2 separate regions of the Zea mays genome follow, and region 2 is linked to region 1. The links are chromatin contacts, called in public Hi-C maps. All regions are on one chromosome and are shown on one strand. Each heading gives the region's core, a stretch centred on a gene start, on an enhancer-like site or on the middle of the called end of the contact. The rest is flanking DNA. Distances are from core to core; before and after follow the strand shown.

Evidence for each region. Hi-C and Micro-C count contacts between places; a contact is called where the count stands out from the background.
Region 2: a Hi-C map of leaf shows a contact between it and region 1, with 4 times the contacts expected there. The contact joins the promoter of LOC100276031 here to the promoter of LOC100193926 in region 1. A contact is called at or near these places in 3 of 25 Hi-C or Micro-C datasets (ear, endosperm and leaf).

The regions. Positions count from the first base shown.
Region 1 is chr3:226,082,505-226,085,708 of Zm-B73-REFERENCE-NAM-5.0, reverse strand. LOC100193926 reads right to left here and starts at 1,665. Exons shown (of 9, transcript NM_001138998.1): 1 at 1,457-1,665; 2 at 1,035-1,332; 3 at 832-914. The coding sequence starts at 1,546.
Region 2 is chr3:226,226,683-226,230,156 of Zm-B73-REFERENCE-NAM-5.0, reverse strand. LOC100276031 reads left to right here and starts at 1,916. Exons shown (of 8, transcript NM_001149921.2): 1 at 1,916-2,154; 2 at 2,761-2,879; 3 at 3,029-3,111. The coding sequence starts at 2,118.

The DNA.
Region 1 (3,204 bases), core at 416-2,915:
AACATGACAACCAAGCATACTGAGATGCAGGTGTTATCCTACGACCCAATTGCACACGCAACATGGGAAAATTCAGACAAGTGATCCTATGGGCTGTCAAACAAAGTTTTATAATGCACTCATGTGGCCTGTCACATGACAGTCTCCAATCGACTCAAAAAGAAGAATAAGATGTCGTCTTAGCTAATTCAGTCCTCAAGAAATAATCCAATCCATTGCGTGTAGTGCAACAAATCAACATGGATCTATGTACTAAGTTAAGCATCGTCCTCAATCACCTACTCTTCAATCATGCATACAGGGATCCAAGCATACCGAGATGCAGGTGTTATCCTAGGATATAATGGCACACGGAATATGGGAAAATTCAGGCGAGCAATCTTAATGGGCTGTCAAACAAACTTTTAAAATTTTGTCATGTGTGCTTGTCACATGACGGTCTCCAATCAACTCAAAAAGAAGAATATTACATTGTCTTAACCAATCCAGCCCTCAGAAAATAATCCAATCCACTGCATGCCCTGCAAAATTAAAGATGGATTTGTGTACTAAATTGCACGTCGCCCTCAATGGCCTAATATACTCGTCAATCATGCGGGGATGACAGAGTGTCACTATCCCAGGTCTTATGTAACTATTTCTTCCATATTTAAAGCCAAGGAGGCAATTGTCCGCAGGCTAAAAAAACAAAAAAAATCGCATCTTCCAAGTACAGCAAGAAATACTTCACTCAAAGAAATAGATGTTCAAATTAACCCCAAATCACGTCATGAATGACAAGAATATGGACGGTAGATACAGGGAATCGAAGAGGGATTTTGTTGGATGCACCTTGTGGATGAGGCCGTCGTCGATGATGGAGCAGCTGATCTTCTTGTAGAGCTCAAAGAGCGCCTCCACCTCGTTCACCGAGACTTCATTTAGTCCAATTCAGTTCAATCGAAACAGAGTCAGATGAAACGGCATTGCGAGATGGAGGCGGAGAAACCAAGGAAGAGCAAAAGGTGGAGTAGGCTTGGATCGATTTTTTTTACAGCATCGGGACTCGTCGGCGAGGCGTGCGAGCTGGCGGAGGTTGGGGGAGGTCCATCCACCCGCAGTGGCGCGGCGTAGGAAAGGTCTGTGGTGGGGCTGGCAATGGTTGCTCCGACTGTTCCTGGCGGCGGAGGAGGACGCGCCCGCGCCGAAGCGGCGCGAGTGCGAGGAGCCGGAGTCGGTGCAGAGGTCCGCGAGGCAGTCGGTGAAGGCGAAGAAAACGGCCTCGGCGATGGCGATGACGGGGAAGAAGACCGCGCAGAGGCGCTCCCCCAACGACAGCGAGCTCTCGGACCGCTGCCAGGGAAGAAAACAGACGAGGAACCATGAGATGAATCCAGAGAAGAGGAGAGATCTACCAAGAACCCGCTGGGGATACTCGCCGGGAGAAGGGTGGACATTGCAGCCACCTGGCACCTACCACGCCGCCGGAGGAGGAGCGGGAGTTCATGGCGACCGGGCGCCCTGGGCCTGGAGTGAACTGGGAAGCCGCCTCAGTGGCTCGTGGCATTCGTGCGCCGCTTTAAGGCTGTCAAGCAACGAAAAAACGAACTCGATGGCGACAGGGAACGGGATCGCACCATCAGGCATCAGCCTCGGGCAGTGTTTCTGCCTCTGCCTGCATGAGGATTCAACACCCTTGGTCACCGGGGATCACGGATCACCGTCCATGTGAGCAACCAGATAATCGCAGGAATAGGGTCCACGGAGCAGAGGACGACCTGTCTGTCGCGAGTTTCATTTCAATATTCGATAATCCTTTTGCAGGAATATAAAGCTCGATGGCAAAAAAAAAACCTTATAGACCTATAATTTTTAGGCTAGTCTGGGAACTATATTTTTTAAAGGGATTTCTATTTTTAAGAGAAAGTGAACTAATTTCGCTTGAAAAAATGGAACGAACCTTATAGTATCTTCAAAAAACTCTTTATTTTTAGCTCTATATTTAACTCTATATTTACCTTTTCATAAAAATTACACTTTATATGTAGCATCTCATTATGATAGACTATCTATCTAGTTTGTCTAGTCAGAGTGGCTAGCCATGTTTGGCTAGTGAGGGAGCTAATTTGGAGAGTCGGATAACTTGACGAGTTATATGGCTAGTCTATTATAGAGTTATTTTGTTGTTGAGTAGCTAAAATTTAGCTTGACGAACTATTTGGCTAGTCTCTTTAAGATGCTCTTAACAAAATAAAAATTAGAACTTCACAAACAACTAAGGAGAGATAAAGCATTCACAATTTGGATCCATAAACAAATTAAACAACAACAATTCTAACATTGGATCGTCATCCATGGTTTGTGAAGATATTCATGGCTACCACCCCTCAGGATTAGTATATATTGAGGGCTTCTTGGTGTCCTTCTACATCAGTCTTCGAAACTGAATTCAATGCGTTCCCCTGAAAATAACCTACAGAACCGACGAGATTAATTTATGATTAAAAACCACATCACCGTGGCAGAACCAAATGGACCAAAACATTGCCGCAACTCTAATTAAAAGTTTTTTTAATGTGTAATTCCTTTTTTGATTCCCAAGCCCATGTAAAAGGTAATAATCAAAGAAAAGGTGTCGAACACGCCCATTATGATTAAAAAGTACACTTCAAACTTCCCTCCCACCTTCGTTTCGCTAGGCTAACTTTAGTGAGAGTTACTCCCCTCACTAAATACCACAATTTTTTTAAAAAAATCGAGCAGGAGTTTAATTTCCAAAGCAAAATGTCATGATTTCGAGCGGGGTTATTAATTAAAATAAAGTACATAGACTAAATTGAGAAAAGTCCATCTCGTTGTTCCTGTAAGGAAAATGGACCTCGACCCATTTGACTAATTGATTTTGATGTTTGATGATCAACATAGCATGTGGACTAATGTGTGTAGTGTTTATGTTTATAGTCCACAGGATGCGAAGAGGATTGGACTGAGGCTCTGAGGATGCAACTGAAAGGGAAATATGTCCTTGGTCTATTTCTATATTGTTTTGGTGATTAGATGCTCAACACATTATGTTTAGTCTAACATGATAAATGAGCAAAGGTACATGAAGCAAATTGAGCTTGGAAGAGGACACGATACAAATCTATATGGGACCAAGTGAAAAAGGTAAGCTCTGGACACTTAGTCAATTGTTTTGTGTACTAATCATATTTGTCTAAGTGT
Region 2 (3,474 bases), core at 667-3,166, 140 kb before region 1:
TTGTACACTAGTATTTTATCAAATAATTCGTGTGCCGTTGCAACACACGGGTACACTACTAGTACAACTTTATAATTATTTCTAGACCATGTCTTTCATTTAAACTTTTTTCTCTCTCTCCCCGCCATTCCTTTGACACTACATGGTAACGGTGGCTAACGGAGTTGCAAAAGGATTTAAATACCGCAAGACTACTGAGACTAGGTGATAGTTTCATTCCACTGCTATGCCACTACGTACCCCGATCCTTTTTGGCGCCAAACCGATTCCATTGGTGCCAAAACATGCCCAGGCAACGGTCAGCAGTCACCACTCAGGTTCTCTCCATTGGTCTCTCTCCTTCAACTTTTTTTTTTGCCATGTCTGAAACCTCAAGCAGCTATGGGAGGAGAAGATGGGTCTTTCGTCAATCGGTTCGGTTCACGTCGATGAGCGAAGAGAACTGTCACCGTGTCTTCCATAAAATTACCCATATTCACGGCCGTCCCAACTCCCAAGTCCCAACTATACGACCACACACGTTCCCAACAAAATTCCTAGGGCCCAATATATATTGATTAAAGCATGGTCTAGAATTATGAGAACGTTGAAATAGATCGTTATTCTTATTGTTAATCAAGCTATTTCTTCACTTATAAGAAGATATAAACAGTATTAAGGTTATCAATAAAATATTTGATTTCTTATTTATTTATAGTACATTGCGGTCATTAGATAAATAAAAATGTTTGAAATCTTGGTATCGCCGTCTTAAGGCCGCACATAAAAGAGACACACAATCTAATTTAATGTAAGTGATCTATTTGTAGAGTTGAGTTTTCTCTAAGATTTTATTATACAATAAAATATGACCTATTTACATTCTAAATTTTTCAAAGTGGCATGATTATTTTTGATGCAACAAGTGTATATAGAGTTTTTTTAACTATTCCTGTTGCGGCGGACGAGTGAAGTTTTTCTAAATTAAAGTTATTAAAGTCCTCTTTGTATTCGATAATGACACAAAAAAACTTAATGCAATGGGTGTAGTAGCAAATGACTGTAAAATGCCGGAGAAAATTGAGTATGAAATATAGAGGACGTTCTTAGTAATAAATGACTGTAAAATGCTAGAAATGGCTAAGAGCAACTCCAACAGACTAGATATAAATTCTAGCTAAATTTGAAGTATTGAAGGCTGTAAAAAAGATAGAAGAGTTCAACCTAGGTGGATGTATCCAATAGACTAGCTAAAACAAAAACTATCCAACATTTTTGGTGCTTTTTTCCCGGCGCTTGAATTCTCAACTCTGGTGGCTGAACAAACAAAGACTGCATCATATCTTTCCCTTCCTCGCAGGGCATCCAGTAACCGCATTTGCCAGCAATCAGCCTTCCCTCACGAGTGCGAGTGACCGCGCCCGGTCTTGAGGTATGCGAGTTGACGACAACAGCGATCTGTAGATCATCGACATGACCGAGATGGCCAGCCGCTCGCCTGTTCAGTCAAGACTCGAACGCCGATAAACTGAAGGCCGTTGCCACGAGCAAGTCGACAGTGGTGGGCGGGAGAGCTAGAGGAAGCGTGGGAACGACAACTGTCCACTACGGGCGGCTCGGCTGGAGGGCACAATGGGAGGTAGATGGCGAGCCGTATGCCTCGGCAAAAATGCCTAGCGAGGCGGAGAAGATATCGATCAAGATGGCGAGGAGTGGAAGACAGCTAGTCTCTTGGATGCGTATTCAACGGAATTTTTAAATTTTTTATCGAGTCTAATCAAGTTACCGAGCCTGTTGGAGGTGCTCTAATATTGACCATCTAATCTATTTGTTTAGCGTATAGAGGATGAAATATAGAGAACGTTGTTTTTGTTGTCGTGTTATTGGTAGAGATAAATGAGGTGCACAGAAAAAGCGGAGCCATTGGCGAAAATAACTTTCTTTCGTGCGCGCCTGTCATCGTCCGGCTCAGAGCCGCCACAGCCTCGCCGTCGATTCTCTCCCCTCCCCTTCGTCCTCACGAGCGACGAACGTCACGAACCCCTCCTCCACCTCCTGCTACTATCGGCGCCGGAGCCCTCCTCTGGTCTCACCGTGCAAATCCCCAACCCCGAGGCAGACGCAGGCCAGCCCCTGTGATGGCACAGACCAACGGCAACGACCCCTTCAGTCCCCGTAAGAACCCTGCGCCTTACGCCATCGATTGACCGTACGGCACCCCCTTTTTCCATGTTTTTGGGCGAGAAATTTAGATTCTGGGACTCCAAAAGTCTGGAGCCTAAAAATCCCCTATAACTTAAGTGGGCCGTGTCCTTCCGGGATTAGTATGCCTGTACTTGGTAATTGCAGACTGTTGTTGTGAAAGTTGCTTGAAAATTACAGTTTTGTTCAGCGTCAGTAGTTAGATCAATGCATGCTGATGGACCTCAGCACCTTGTTAGTGAGTAGTCACCGATCCAATGAACAAAGCTCCTAGTACCATGTGGAGAAGAAAGCTTACCTGCTATGACGCATCATTAGCTCAATCATGATGCCTCGTTTGCCAGCCTTACCCACCGAGTAAATCTTGCTAGGTTCAGAGTTGGGGCTTCAAGTGGATGTTGTTGTTCTATGTGGATGTGCTTGGAACTGCACAGTGTGGGGGTATATAACTGAATAGTTTTGAAGCTACAGGAACGTTTCCTTCAAGCTGCAGTGCTATTTTGGCGCAATGTATTGTACACGAGTGTTGAGTATACTCTGTTGAACTGAACTTTGAATAACATAACCACCTCCGCACAGCTGTTTCCCAAGAAAGGGTTGTGATAACAAACAAGCATGGTGAGAGGCTTGTGGGGCTGCTGCATCACACCGCTTCAAACAAGATTGTGGTCTTGTGCCATGGTTTTATAGCTACCAAGGTAAATGTACCCTGTTGCCTTCAAGATATTTATATATCACTTAATTGCAGGCCAAGTAGCCAACTATTACTTTGTTTGGGAAATTCCAGGCATTTTAATGTTGTTAAAATATTTACGGCTGCCTCATGCAATTTATTGCTCATTTCCAGAATGACAGCCTCATTCTTGACCTGGCGGAAGCGTTGACAAAGGAAGGGATCAGTGTCTTCCGCTTCGATTTCAGTGGAAATGGGTAACACCAGAACTGTGTAATCACCAGCAACATTAACCAGGCTATTGAAGCAATTATAGAAAAAAATCGTTATTGTGACATCATCTTGTTTGTTTCCAAAATTTTGGCATAGTAGTTATTGCTATTTGATGAGTTGAGGTCCTGCATGCTTGTTATGTCGAGTCTTGCATATATATTCTATGAGCTGTTAGATGTCATTAGCAAATTATCAGAGTATGTAGCAGTTGGTTTTTTCTTGTATGTGGTCGTTTAAGTTCCTGTTGCTTGATATATGATTTTGCAGTACCATTTCTTAAAGTGCCACATTATATTTGACATGAATGCACTCTATATAAACCTCCTTTGGGTGATCTATTTTTAATT